Regions from separate parts of the Mus musculus genome. Here regions 2, 3, 4 and 5 are each linked to region 1. Evidence: chromatin contacts called from public ChIA-PET, HiChIP or PLAC-seq and promoter capture Hi-C data. All regions are on one chromosome and are shown on one strand. Each heading gives the region's core, a stretch centred on a gene start, on an enhancer-like site or on the middle of the called end of the contact. The rest is flanking DNA. Distances are from core to core; before and after follow the strand shown. Region 1 holds the start of Ogfr (opioid growth factor receptor). Region 2 holds the start of Dnajc5 (DnaJ heat shock protein family (Hsp40) member C5). Region 3 holds the start of Helz2 (helicase with zinc finger 2, transcriptional coactivator). Region 4 holds the start of Ppdpf (pancreatic progenitor cell differentiation and proliferation factor). Region 5 holds the start of Uckl1 (uridine-cytidine kinase 1-like 1).

Region 1 (2,700 bases), core at 17-2,516:
TAAGTCCCAGCTGCATCTCCTCCTTGGTCTGCTGGTCAACCTCATTTTGGTCCAAGATCTTTATGTGCCCCCACTCCAACCCTAGTCTCTGAGTACTGTAGTATTTCTCGTCCTATGATTCTGTGAATAGTCACTGGGCTGTATCCCCAAGGGGAGCTACTTTGCCAGCCACAGCCTCAAGAAAAAAACCTAGATGCCTCTGGATGGGTCTGATGGATGGGTGAATGAAGCCTCATCTTTGTAAACCCCTGCTTCTCCCTGGCCCAGTGTGACAAAGACACTGTGCCACCAGGCCTGGGATAGGCTCTTAAGTGACTACTGTTTCAGGTAGGATCTAAGACCTTTTGTGGAGAAACAGCAGTTCTATCAGAGCTTTTGGGAGGCCTTACCACCCACAGGAGGGGCCTGAGCCTGCACTACAAACCTGACTACCCAGCCTCAGCTTCATCCCAATGTGGTCAGGCAGAGGCTAGCTCTGGCCTGCCTGAGAGCTTCTCCAGATTCGGGGCTGCTTTCCCATACAGAGCAGACAACTAGAGATCGAAGCGATGGGGAGAATGGATTTTGGGGTCATAATCCTCACTCTCGTTTTTCTAGGTTCTCCATCACACCCGGAATCACAGCTATAAGCAGGCCAGTGCGTCTTACAGAACGCCACTGAGGTTTACATGCGGCTTGATACAAAAGTATAACGGAACATGCTCCGGGTGGCAACAAAAGTTACCAGAGCTAAGGGCAGATAGACAGACCCCTGCTCCCGGCGTCCTAGGCCGGGGTCACTTCTGAGCCAGTGGAGGCTGTCTGAAGTGGGGTAGGGGCTGAGTGTGGGGTGGAGGGAGGGCAACCTGAGGAAAGGCCACCCACGCAGGATGAGGCCCTGGGGCGCGCTCTGACGTCACCCACGGACGACCCCCATCAGTCGCTTCCTTGACGTCACCAGCGCTCGGTCCGCCAAGGCCTGGGCCCGGCGTCCCCCTAGGGGACAGCGGCCTGGGCCCGGCGATCACGGCCTGGCGTTGTCCTGTCGCCCTCCGGTCCTCCCGCACCGCACCTGGAACAGGCTTGGCCGTGCCTCCTCCGCGTCGCCGTCATCGTCGCCCGTGTCCTCATCGGTCGTATCATCCGCCTGGCCATCCTCGCCGTCCTCCTCGCTCTCGTCCTCCCAGGTGGAATCGCATTCCGGGTCGTCCATACTCGACAGGCTGGACCCGCTTTCCGCGGAAAGGAAAGTGAAAGAGGAGGAAGCGCGGGGGCGGGGCGGCGCCAGGTCCCGCCCACCGCTCAGTTTCCGCCCTTGCGCGGAGTCCCCCAGCAGGGGCTGCTACGCTCGGAGCTAGGCGGGAAGCGGTGTCCTGGAGAAGGCAGTGCCCCCCGCCCCCCGCCCAGAAGGACAACCCTGGAGGCGCGTGCACCGGGATTCCTGCCTCTATCCCCTCCGGGAAGACGCACCACTTTGGACTCAGCCCCAGGTCCGCCCCCTTGAGATTTCACTTCCCTGCAGACTATCCAGAGAGGGATGCTAGGAAGGTTTCTCTTCAGTCCTACGGGAAGTGCCTCTTCCTGCCAGCCGTCTGGGTGCAGGTTCCTAATCTTTGTCGACCTGTCTAACTGCAGATCTTCCTGGCTGCCCTCTGTATAGCTCACTTTGTATGTGTGTGTGTGTGTGTGTGTGTGTGTGTGTGTGTGTGTGTGTGTGTGTATCTGTGTGTGTTTGGCTGCCCAAGGACACCAGAGGTCGGTATTGAGTATTTCCTGAGTAGCTTGTTCACACTTTCATTCAGGGTTAGGGTTAGGGTTAGGGTTAGGTACCTGGAGTGCATAGGTTACTTGAGGTTGCTAAGCAGCAAATCCCTGGGACACTACTGTCTCTGCCTCCCCAGCACCGTAATTACAGTTACACACCACCAAGCGCAGCTTCTAGGTGGTAATCAAACGCAGGTTCTCCTGTTATCAAGGCTTTTGTTTTTGTTTTTGTTTTTGTTTTTGTTTTTTCCCAATTGAGCCAGTTCCACACTCCCTCTGCTTTGTGAGTTCAGTCCCACTCCTGCCCACTGCAGATTTCCTGGGCTCATGTGGCTAGGTAGCCTTTGGATGTTAGGTGGCCTCTACTGCCGACTGTGGCCATGAGCTCGACCTTGTTATGTAACATACTGTTTGAAGCAAGAAAGCAATGGAAGGTAAGGGAGACATGGGTGGGCAGCAGGGTAAAGGACCCTAAGTCCACCATGGTTGAAGTTTCTCACCAGTTGAGAGTTCTCAATTCTAGGATAGTTGACAAAATTTGCTTTAAGACTGCCTACATAGAGAAAATAATCCTTTTATATAGCCATATTCCAAATAATGTTAATCAGGCTTATATGTATATGTTTATGACCTTCAAGTGTGGCCTTCTTTACTAAATTCGAACCTGTAACATTCTGGGAATCTCAAGGTGAAAACATATTGTCTCTATATATTTATAGAGTATAACAATAACTATAACAATGCAGTATGTAACAGAGACTACAGTATGTTAAAGTTCCATAGTTCCTTGAGTTGGAACCTCAGAAACCACCAAAATCAGACTGGTGGGCCACTGTGGAGACTCCCTCAGCCTGGGACCCAGACAGTATAAAGCAAAGACTGATGGGCCACTGTGGAGACTCCCTCAGTCCCTGGGACCCAGACAGTATAAAGCAAAGACTGATGGGCCACTGTGGA
Region 2 (2,700 bases), core at 33-2,532, 930 kb before region 1:
GGAGGCTGCTGGGGCAAAGAGATTGTGCGGCACGGTGCTTAAAGAATCCAAGGGCAGGTACCCTGTTCCCAAACCCGAACGAATTTAGAGGCTCCACTGGCTCCACACTTGCGGTCCACACACACAGGGCCAGCCTAAGTATGAAAATACTGATACAGGTAACAGATTCGTAACACATATTAAGTTAGAAACTGCGGAAAGTCCTGGCTTTTAATGTCACCTAACAGATCACGCTTTCCTTAAAGAAAGCAAATAAATGAACAAAATTATCCTACGATTAGAGTTTTGTCTTTAGGCAACCACGACAATATATGGGACAATATAATTCTTTGTGTTATTAAGTAGCGTTTTGATGTTTAAACAGACAAACCACTAGCAATTGAGACACACTGCCTATAAAGGATGAATGATCAGCTGAGCGTCCAACAAACGGCGACCCAATTTCCCCAAAGTCCAATCTGAAAACAAATTAAAGCTACCTTTTGCATTATTTTTCCGAAGATGCACTTAATGAATTCGGAGAAATCATCTCCTAGACACAAGGAAAAACAAGTCTTTAATCCAGCCATATAACACAAGTTGGAGCCTAAACGAATGAGTCCCTAATTCTCTCCCCAAAGAGCACGACACAAAATCGCCTCTTAAAATGTCGTCCCTAGGTATATAAACTAGGGGTTTTTTTATACATCAAATGCCTTTGAAATTTACAACTATAAGGCAATTTCTGCGTCCCAGAATGTGAACAAGCCTCGGAGCCTTTACTGCCCGCCTCCCTACACACCAGTTTCTGCGTTCCGGGAGCCGCGGAGGCGGCCGCGCGTGCGAACCGGAGTTGGCCCGGAAAGCCTCGTCTCCGCGCCGCCCCGCCGTGCGCAAGGTCGAGCAGGGCCTAGTGGTGCCCAGGGCCGGGCTCGCCGCCGCTGCTGAGGGTCGCCGCCATTTCCGCTGCGGGCAGCTTTCACCTCCTGCTGCGGCGCCCTCGCCCCACTTCCCCTCCCCTTTGCCCGGCTCCGGCAGCTTGAACCCCGCGGCCCCACCTAATTTGAGAGCCACTGGAGAGTGAGCTCACCTGTCGGCACGCCCGCCGGTCCACCGGTTCCGCGGCTCCGCTTTCCGTCCCGGGGCAGTGGTGGGCAGCCGGCCGGCCTACTGCTCGGCCTGAGGATCCCGGGCGGCGACAGCCGTAGCAGCGGCAGAGGACGGCGGAAGCAACACTGGCGGCAGCAAGAACGCGCACGCTCACTCACTGGCACGCGCGCCCCCGGAAAAAGACGTGTGTTCTGGCAGGTCAGAGCTGGCTGCGCAAGCGCCTAGAACCCAACACTGAGGCCCCGCCCATAGTCGGAGCCAATGTGGCAGCGCCGCACGAAAGCTCCGGAGCTCCGGTAGAACTCGGTCCCCGAAAGGTTGCGCCCCAGTTGACGATCACCGGGAAGGGTTAAGGTGGTGGGCGGAGCCTGCAGCTACTAAGCCGGAAGCTACAGCCCGGGAGCAGAGGCAAGGCCTAGGCTTGCGGGTTCGCCTCTGGAAGGCAGGCAAGTGGCACTCCGCGAGTAAAACTGCTCTTCTTCCAGTTGTTTGCTCAGTGCTTCATATAAGCCTCAAAAAATTTATTACTACTTACCAAAAAACTAGAGAGGGAGACCTTCATTTTCGTCTCAAGGTACTGCCTTGGGACTGACATTTTCGTTCATCCCTGGAGACCACCCAGAAAAGACTTTCCTGCCTTTCTTCCCAGTCACTGAAAAATCAACCGCCATTATTTAGCGATCCTTTAGGAATCGTCTGCAATGATATGCGTGGACGGTTAAGGACTTTTCTTCCCACTCTGTCTCATACAATCCTTGTTCACTCTGTTCACTTACTAAGTAATAAACCTAGTGACCCTTGCCTACTTACGCTGTAACAAACAATTTCAAGTGCTGTGCTTTTTTATTCCAGAGCTACCAATCTTCCTGGCCAGTGTTCCTACAGCTTTACTTTCATTCTTGCCTGCCCACCATTTTTTCTTATAATCTTTTTGGATTATAATTACATCATTTTTCCCCTGCCTCTCTCCAAACCTCTCATATTCACACACACACACACACACACACACTCACCCTTTCAAATTCATAGCCTCTTCTTTGTTGTGATATAGCTCCTAAATATATAAATACAGCCTATTCAGTCTGTATGTTAAGTAGGTATATGTTTTCAAGGCTGATCATTTGCTATGGGAAAACCAATTTCTATGTTCTTCCCTAAAACTGATTATTTCTCCAGCTCTCAGAATTCCTTAGTTAGCTAGGATTGAGGCCCTGTGCGCTTTCTCCCTTACACCATGCTTAGCTGATGTTGTCCTTGCTCAGGTCAGTTAGGCAGCCATGTTGGTTATGTTACTTCACGGATGTAGCTTCTCTGACATTTTAAGGAGATAAATCTTAGAGCGAACTGTCTGGTCCTCTGGTTGTTGCAGCTTTTCCTCCCCTTCTTCCACAATGATCTCTGAGCCTTAAGTTCAGGACTTGTGGTGGAGTTCTATCTGTGGGGACTGGGCTCCACCAATCTGCATTCTGATCAGTTTCAATTTCTGTAATGATCTCTATCTGGAGAAGATGTTTTCCTTGATGAAGAGTGAGAACTACACTTAACCTATAGGTGTAGGGATGAGTATTTAGGATGTAATTAGGGACTATGCTGGTTTAGCAACGTGATCCA
Region 3 (2,700 bases), core at 52-2,551, 650 kb before region 1:
ATCTCCAGGTAGCTTAACCATCACTAGAGAAAATTCCAAAGAACTGCTATTCCATTCTGCTAGCTCATCTCATGCAGACCAAAAGCCCAGTTTTTAAATTTCCATATCAATTCACTTATTTATTCCAGGTGCTCTTTTGATTATCCTATTAATCAGCGTCCTGTGACCCCAACCTTTTGATTCAGAGACAGCAAACATACATTTTCTCTTAACATTGCAAAAGAATTCAGAGATCTGTCTGCCTTAGTTAAGCCTAGATGACATGCTAGTTTGTTGGGACCCTGCCCTGAAATTATTTCCACCATGCACCGTTTCCATCACGCCTGAGTCTAACCTTGCTCTGTCCTAGGCTGACCTTAAACTCAGGAACCTGCATGCCTTATGCTTTTGTATCTTTGCGACAAGTTGGCTCATTGTGTACCTGTCTCTGTTCCTTTAAATTCATGAAACCCCTCATAATTCATATCGCATCCTTATATTTTTGGATAGTTAAGAAATTATATATTTTCAAATTCCCGTATTTAGAGCTCTTTCCCATAGCCTCAAGGGCTGTCCTGAGGGTTCCAGTGTTTACCATTTTGCAGAGACATAGCCACATCCTCGACTCCTGGACTCTGCTGTTTCTAATTCTCCTGGAGTCATTAATGTTAACAGAGAGGACATTCCTCGAAGGAATGTGAAATATGTACATTATTATACAAACTTGCCTTATGCCCACAGCAGCCATTTGACACTCCTGGAGGCTCACACCAGGACCCTATTCCAAGGGTAGGAACCATGTCACTCTGTCCCCACGGGGGCCATGCCAGGCACAGCATTGACTAAAATTATTAGCGCTTCAAGGAAGAAGTCTAGTGCCTTTTAGGAACAGGTCCTGCCCCAGCATAGAGTTCTCTGTTCCTTGCCTGTCTGGCCCTGCTCCCAAGGACCCTAGCCTTTGGCTATAGCACCCAGAGTAAATTTCCCAAGGCTCTATAGGCAAAGGCTCTCCCACTCCCAAATAGGGGCTTTTTTTTTTTTTTTTTTAATCCTAAAGCCATCTACCCTGGGGCTCATCTTACGGTTCCCACACAAGAGAGTACAGACGTCTAAGTATGAGTAGGGGGAGGGACCGGGAAAGGGCCAGGTTAAATCCTGCTGTGTTGACCTCAAGGGGACTGTGGAGGTGGGGAGTGGGGGAAATCTTCCTAGGGCCAGGGAGCTCCGCCAGGTCTGGGAGGGAGGCTATCACTTGAGGGCGGGGCAGGGGCGGGGCAGGGGGGGCAGTGAGGTAATTTCCGTGCTCTGTCGTCAGAGTTCTGAGTCGCCCCAGGGGCAGAAACGAAACTGATCGCTACTCTTAAGTCGATGCTGGTGCACTGGGTGAGTATGGGGTGGTGGCTGGGGACTGGAGGGGCCACCTAGAGAGGTGTGAAGACCACCCCTTTGCCTGCAAATGGGCAAGATCAGTGGCCTCAGACAGACCCTAGCATCGGACAACTCCATGGACCCCTCTTCCTGCTTCTCCAGCTGCCGGGTATGGGGTTCTAGCTCTGACGACTTAGAAAACTCCACAGAGGAGTGCAGGGAGGGACTGCAGGCTTTGCCTGTTGCTCATTCTTTCCATTTAAAACATAATCTTTGTACCTCAACGATTGCCTTGAAAGTTTAGAGGGCTAGGGTATAGGTCAGTAATAGATTATTTGCTTGGCATGTATGAGTGAGAGAGAGAGAGAGAGAGAGAGAGAGAGAGAGAGAGAGAGAGAGAGAGAGATATGACCTGACTAGGTGTTTCAGGGAGCTAGCTGTTCTCTCGCCCATCCTTGCTGGGTGGTGGTACTAACTAAGACTCTGGGCTCTGGGCATTGCCTCTCCTTCTGGCATCTCTATGGGAGCTCTGAGGAGGGCTATCCAACCTGGGTAGAGCGGAATTTCTACAAGGCTGTGTCCTCCCCTTCAGAGGCTCCTGTTGCCAAGTCCAGGTGGGCTATAGTAGTCCCAGCAGTCAACTAGCAGGTCTCAAGAAAGGGGGTACTCTCTTCAGACGGCCAGGAGCCCCAGAGTTACCAGATGGAGGATTCTGAGGCCTCCCAACTCTTTTTTTTTTCCAGCAGCCACTTGGGCAGGACTTGGAGAGGCCTTTCAGGAGGAAAGGTTGAGTTAGAGTTCCCCCAACAAGCCAAGACTGGGCAGAAGTCTCTGTCCTACACCCGACAGAGGTGTAGGTCCTTCTTGACCTTGGGCTGACTTGCTTCTCTTGTCCTATCACCTCTCCAGGGCTGACGGTTTCAGTACAGCAGCTGCCCAGAAGCCTGGCTCACAATCCTGAAGGACCTGGCCTTTGTCCGAGATGGCATCCGTGGGTTGCAGTCTGAGGTCGGCCAGCACATCCGCCACCAACGGGCCATCCTTAGCCGGACTCTGTGCTAAGGTAGACCTTTACCTGGGCTGCTCCCGCTGCACCCAGTGCCTCAATGAGAGTACCTACATTCTGCGTGAGGTAGAGCACACCTGCCCCAGGGAGATCTTGCTGGCCCGCTTCAAGCAAGCAGCAGAGAGCAAGATCTGGCGTAAGGTGGGCCGCAGGCCTAGCTTCCCAACGCCTATGCGCTATCAAGTCTGTCACTACTATAGGCCAGGGTTGGGCTGTAGGCGTCACTGGAATAGATGCACCTTTGCCCGAAGCCCTGAGGAGGCACTGGTCTGGACATTTGAGCTCAA
Region 4 (2,700 bases), core at 57-2,556, 600 kb before region 1:
AGCAGGAAGCAAGGCTGGATTCAGTAATGTTTCAAACATACCAGGGGAGGGTGGCTGCTGTGAGTTTATTTTCTGCTTTGTGCCAAGACACAGTTATGGGGTCAGGAAAGTTCAGTGCTGTGAACCAAGAGGGGGCTCTCTCCAGCTTCTACTGGTTTCTCTTGTTCAGCCTTCCTAGTTTACAGGGAGGGTCGAGAGGGTAGGCACTGGCCTAGCACCACTTCAGCTTGGGCAGGCTGCAGATTCTGATAGGTCAGGAAAGGTCCCTGGGGTTGGTCTGGCCAGAATGGATGACTGGCTGCTGCTTCATGGTTTCAGGAGTCAGGCCACAGGTCATCGGGCTTCTGGAGACCTGGGGGGATTCTGCCGAGCTGTAAGGAGAGCATAGGTCACTGGGTCGGCATTTGCTTTAATTGGGGCCACCCCCACAACCACATGGAAGATGGACTCACCGCTCAGGAGACTCCAACACTGTAGTCATGAACGGGAGTGTGGATTTCCCGAAAAAGAAGCTGGCCCACCAGTGGCCCGGGTCGGCTTTGGGAAGACCTGAGGAGCAAAGGAGGGTCACGATGGGGTCAAGTCCTTCTCCACGCTACCCATCCCCCACCCCACTCCGCCTTAGGACGTGAACTCTGCCCTTCCGCTGGCTGGTTCTGCACTTACCCGGGGACTGGAGCACGGCGTCCCCAGGGTACTCGGCACTTCCGCCGGAGCTGCTGCTGGACGAGGAGCCCAGGCGTCCTGGGAAGGGGAGGCGGGTCAGCCACAGGGCCCTGGGCCAGCCCTGGGCGGGGCTGGCGAGGGGCTACTTACGCCGATAGTAGTCATGGGTAGCCACGAGCGAGCCGCTGGAAGGGATGGCTGCCATGCTTCAGGACCGAGGCGCTGCGGAGACGAGAGCAGAATGTGGGCCCTGGTCACCGCACACCGGAGGGTTCCCCGAGTCTCCCGGGTCCTGACAGTGCCAGGTTTCCAAGCGGCTCCAACCAGCCCGGTCCGGCTGCGTGGTGAGACAAAGGGGCTTTGTCTGCTCCTGGCCCCAAGAAGACGCGCCTCCCCCACCCCACCGCCGGCTGCCTTCGTCACTGCCCTCACCTCGGCGGAGAACCCCTTCCTTGCAGGCTTCGTTTTTAGGCCACCAGGGCGCTAGGCCGCGGAGCCCATTTGCAAAGATAACCCACGAAACACCACTTTAGGACCCACGCGCGCTATGCGCACGCGCGTACTTAGTAGCTTTCCTGCACCGCAAAAGACGCACCACTGGGAGGCGGGGCGCGCGTCAAAGCCCCTCCCGCTTCACAGCGGGCCCACCCATGAGACTTTTGAGCTCCCCTGATAGACCAGAAGTAGCACGAAGTGGTCCCGCCCTTCCCTATTAGACTCCACCCCGAGCGGAGCAAGAATCCACCCTACCTTCTGCAATGCTAGGTTCTGCAAAGTTCCACATTGGCCCTAACCTCCTTGATCAAACATCTGTGGTTTCGCTCCAGTCGAAACCAGCTCTGCTGCTTTTTTCCTGCCTGGTTCGGACTCGAACCCGGATAGAAGAGGTTAAAGAATCTCATGTGCCCCTCAGTCTGTGCCACCCTCTCGGATGTGGTCTCATGTAGTACAGCCTGTTTGGTGTTCTTGTTCCCTTTACTTGGGGCTGCCCGCTGCTTTCGCTGGTCCCCGCAGGCTTTATTTTCCACGTACCTCACTCCGACCCTTGACTGAGTGGATCTGTTTAACATAAGTAAGCACAAGCTGTTGCCGCGCACCTCCCTACCATCGCAATCTCTGTTTTCTGGGCTCACTGGATGGTGCCTGGAGCCCCCAAGCGGTCCTGTAGGGAATAGCCTGCCCTTGGTAAGCTGAGGAGCTGTCTGTCTTTCAAGTCCTGACTCGCATTGTTGTTCATCATTCCCAACCTGTGTTCTGTTTGGAGAGGAGTGATGGAAGACAGACGAAGCCTTGGGGTCAGAGAGAGCTCTAACAGAGACAGTCTCTAGTAGCTTCCATTGTTGGTCGGAGACTCATGTTTGGGGGGAATCAAGTTAGGGCTGGCCAGCATGCCCTGCCCACCCTTCCCTTCCTCAGCAGCCTGTGTTCTGTCAGACCGAGAGGATCATGAGCCAGCTTCGTGCAGCATGCTTCTCCTATAACCAAAGATGCTGGACTTCATTGGAGGCTCAGGGAGAACCGACTAGGCTGAGGCTAGTAGGATCCCAGGAGGAGGCTCTTGTGTCGCCGAAGTCTCAAGGCTGCTTGGCTGGGACCCTTTGCTTGGATTTGTTGAGACCTACTCTGTGCAAGCATTGATCCAGGCTCGGGAAAACCAGACAAGAAATGGTCCAGTAGGGGTGCTGGTTTAGAGATCATAAAGGAGATGGGTAAGGTGTAATGAAAAAGAGGTGGGGGCAGTTGACATGACAGCAGTACAAGTGAGTAAGGCCACTGATAAGGACCGTCCTGGTGACACCAGGAGGGTGAGACTTCTGTCTTCATAGTGTTATGTACTTCAGATTCTATGACTTACCCTGAACTGTCCTGGTCAAGTACATGGGCATCTCCAGTGGTTATTAGCTATTTCCTGTAGTGAAAATTCCCTCTGAAAAGAAAGTAAAGGATATATGCCTAGTTCTATTGCATCTTCTTATGCCTGCTCTTTTCTGAAGGGAAAGAGAGGAACAATGGATCTGGGGAAGATGGGAGATG
Region 5 (2,700 bases), core at 181-2,680, 990 kb before region 1:
AGGTATTGCTGTGGTACTGACTAGCACCTGCCCCCAGCCTCAGCAGGGAGCGTTTCCAAGAAGGCCAGCTCCAGGGAGATTTGGGGTGAGGTCCTTGTACACATGTATTTAGAAAGGCTCTGACTCTGGGCAAGGTAACCATGGCCTGGTGTGTTGTAGGTGTTGAATGGACTCTCCAATTCCTACACACTTTGATGTGGTCAGAGGTGGCTACAGAGGTGGGTATGATCCAGTGTCAAAGGGTAGGCTGGGGCTTTGGAGTGGTTGTGTGCAACTGTGGAAGGGAAGGGGGCCAAAGTGCACTTTTCACAACACCTCTGTGGGGTGTGACCATCCACCCTAGCCTCTCAGGTACTTGGCACTTGTAGGGAGAAGTAGGACCTGGGTTTGCTGGGGGCTGAGTTTTCCAGGACGAACCAGAAAGCCCATATACAGCCTTGCTATGGGACTGTTCTGGGTAACTTGATGTTAGCACTTTAACTCAGTCTTTGAGGTCAGTTTTGGGGCAGCTGTCAAAAGCTGCAGTTGGATAGGTACCAGCCTGTGGTGACTGGTAAGTAGTGGCAAACTAGACTGTAAAGCTCTTCCATGGTGGCAGGGCTCATCGGTCTGCCCACCTCCCTACTATGGCCCAAAGGTAACCACCAGCCTACACAGATCCTCAGTAAGAGGGACCATCATGGCAGAGCTACAGAAGGTGGGTGGGCATAGACTTAGAGGGCCAAACCAACCCTGGGTCCTTGGCAAAATGCAAAAGTCAGGGTCTCTACAGATCTACCTCTGGCTCAGCGCTTGCCCTGCCCTAAAAAAACAGAAGTGCCAAGGGCAGACATTTCATGCAGAACCAGGGTGCACTTTATGTTCCTGCACAGGCAGATGATGGTGCCTCCTGGAGGCTTTGGGATCTTCCTGTCCCTATGGTGGTTCTGAAGGGAGAGCTGTTCCCCTGTTGGGTGAAACCCAGGTCCCTTGCCCTGGAGACCTGGTTTCCCAGGTCACCCCACATACCTGACTGCAGCGCCTCCTAAACTTTGGGTTCCTTGGTTTGGTTATAATGCAGTTCTCATTACACAAGTGCATTTCTGGCTATCACTTGTAACCATAGATATACATGCATATATATTCTATCTACAAAGTGTTTTATTTGCAAGATGTTTTGAGGTGAGCTTTGGTCCTGCCCGCCTTGTGGTCATCTGTCCTCATCCTCATCCCCTGGCCCGGAGTGGTGCGGTGGTGGGCCATCAACTATGTATTAAAGTCACTGTATCAAATAAATGTTTATTGATTTTTTTTTTCCAGGGATTTTGTGTGGCTGAGTTTGTGTTGAGGCAAAGGTCATTCTCGGGGCTTGCCGCACGGCCTTGTGGGGATTGTAGTCCGCAGCGTGCCTGCCTCCCGGTGCGCCTCCCCGGCCTCCGCCAGGTTCGGGACGCCATGGCTGCGCCGCCGGCCTCAATGAGCGCCGCCCCTTCGCCCCTGCAGTCTGCTGTGGCCCCAGACGTGCCTGGCCGCCAGGCCGAGCAGAATGAAACGGCGTGCGAGGACCGGTAGGCGCGGGCCTGAATAAGGCAGGGGCCGCGCTTGTCTCTTGGGAGGGGTCGGAGCACGGCTTGCATCTCTTCCTAGAGCCGGGACGGCTCCCGGCATCTCCATAGATGGGCAGCTTGATCTCTACAGCCTTGTGGATCCTGGACAGGTTTCGGCGGCTCTCCAGCGCCCTGGGGCCTCCTGGGCTATGTGTCAGCCACCCCCTGCCAGGGAGAGGGAGGTGGCAGACGACCTGGAGGGCCCCAGCGGACGGAAGGCGGAACTGGCCCAAGCTCCAGCTTTTGGAGGCACTGAGAATGGAAACCTGTTTGACATCTTTAGCGTGGGTCTCTGTTCCTAGTGGGTGCGCACTTGGCTCTGGGCCCCCAGCTGGGCGGTAGGCGTGTTCGACCTTCTGAGTTCGTCGAAATTGAGCGCAAAGTTGCACCTGGCGGCCAGTGGTGCTTGTGAATGTAAGATGGGGTGGTGATTGCCACCTGTCCGAGAGTTTGGGGGCCTTTGAGACTTTCGAGGCTTTCAGGAGAATGGAAGGGGAGATAAGGGTCCTTGTAGGAAGTAGGAGACTTAAGGGTCCTTGTCTTCACTCGGCCTGATCATCACTTGTAGCAACTCTAGGTCGTGGCCGCCAGGGGGCAGTGACCATGCTTGGAAACTGCTCGTGACACCTCTTCCGGTCTGTATGAGTCAGTTGAAGGCCAAATGTCTTCCGGCTTTGCATGCCACAGTGCACCGCCTGAGAAGCTGTAACCCCGGACGCCTTTAGAAAGTGAGGTGCTGGCAGTGGATGAGGTGAATCCCAGCTAGTTCACACACTCCAGGCATTCTGACCAGGAGTCAGACTTTGTGAGGCCGTGGCCAAATTCCTCCTCCGAAGGTTCCTGGGGATACACCTTGAGAAGATACAAACTGCCCTGGTGCCTCAGGCACTGGCAGCAGTAGGGGAGGGAGTCGCTGGTAGACTAAAGCCCAGCTTGAGGTTTCTCCTATTGCCTTTCCCAGCACCTGGCTCCCTATCTGCCTGCCCCTGAGGCCTTTTCCTTGGAGTTGTCTGACCTTAGCCAGCACCGCCATTGGCTTTCATGTCGATATGCAAAGTGGAGATGGATTTGGGATTAGAGAGTGGAGAGAAGTTAATAGGTACTCACCCAGAGC

The links. Promoter capture Hi-C pulls out the DNA fragments that hold promoters and counts their contacts. ChIA-PET counts read pairs in DNA pulled down with a chosen protein or histone mark. HiChIP or PLAC-seq counts read pairs in DNA pulled down with a chosen protein or histone mark.
Region 2: a contact with region 1 is called in a promoter capture Hi-C map of fetal liver, with 5 times the contacts expected there. The contact joins the promoter of Dnajc5 here to the promoter of Ogfr in region 1. A contact is called at or near these places in 4 of 39 promoter capture datasets (fetal liver, liver and pre-B cells) and 2 of 115 datasets of contacts at active chromatin or transcription factors (large pre-B cells and memory CD8 T cells).
Region 3: a contact with region 1 is called in an RNA polymerase II ChIA-PET map of effector CD8 T cells, with 5 read pairs. The contact joins the promoter of Helz2 here to the promoter of Ogfr in region 1. A contact is called at or near these places in 2 of 115 datasets of contacts at active chromatin or transcription factors (bone marrow-derived dendritic cells and effector CD8 T cells).
Region 4: an RNA polymerase II ChIA-PET map of memory CD8 T cells shows a contact between it and region 1, with 8 read pairs. The contact joins the promoter of Ppdpf here to the promoter of Ogfr in region 1. A contact is called at or near these places in 1 of 39 promoter capture datasets (liver), 1 of 484 Hi-C or Micro-C datasets (CD8 T cells) and 3 of 115 datasets of contacts at active chromatin or transcription factors (effector CD8 T cells, memory CD8 T cells and pancreatic cancer cells).
Region 5: a contact with region 1 is called in an H3K27ac HiChIP or PLAC-seq map of double positive thymocytes, with 4 times the contacts expected there. The contact joins the promoter of Uckl1 here to the promoter of Ogfr in region 1. A contact is called at or near these places in 2 of 39 promoter capture datasets (liver and pre-B cells), 2 of 484 Hi-C or Micro-C datasets (CD8 T cells and erythroblasts), 3 of 115 datasets of contacts at active chromatin or transcription factors (astrocytes, double positive thymocytes and embryonic stem cells) and 2 of 9 other capture datasets (adipose tissue and liver).

The regions. Positions count from the first base shown.
Region 1 is chr2:180,587,973-180,590,672 of GRCm38.p6, reverse strand. It overlaps Ogfr (opioid growth factor receptor), which reads right to left and starts at 1,266. Exons shown (of 7, transcript NM_031373.3): 1 at 1,052-1,266. The coding sequence starts at 1,192.
Region 2 is chr2:181,519,067-181,521,766 of GRCm38.p6, reverse strand. Dnajc5 (DnaJ heat shock protein family (Hsp40) member C5) reads right to left here and starts at 1,282. Exons shown (of 5, transcript NM_016775.3): 1 at 1,070-1,282.
Region 3 is chr2:181,240,628-181,243,327 of GRCm38.p6, reverse strand. Helz2 (helicase with zinc finger 2, transcriptional coactivator) reads left to right here and starts at 1,301. Exons shown (of 19, transcript NM_183162.2): 1 at 1,301-1,362; 2 at 2,257-2,700. The coding sequence starts at 2,330.
Region 4 is chr2:181,185,853-181,188,552 of GRCm38.p6, reverse strand. It overlaps Ppdpf (pancreatic progenitor cell differentiation and proliferation factor), which reads right to left and starts at 1,306. Exons shown (of 5, transcript NM_001356427.1): 1 at 1,099-1,306; 2 at 817-888; 3 at 667-744; 4 at 453-549; 5 at 49-371. The coding sequence starts at 871. The coding sequence ends at 254.
Region 5 is chr2:181,580,703-181,583,402 of GRCm38.p6, reverse strand. Uckl1 (uridine-cytidine kinase 1-like 1) reads left to right here and starts at 1,430. Exons shown (of 15, transcript NM_026765.3): 1 at 1,430-1,547. The coding sequence starts at 1,435. Zfp512b (zinc finger protein 512B) reads left to right here. Exons shown (of 17, transcript NM_001164597.1): 17 at 1-1,300. The region is part of intron 2 of Uckl1os (uridine-cytidine kinase 1-like 1, opposite strand); the gene reads right to left.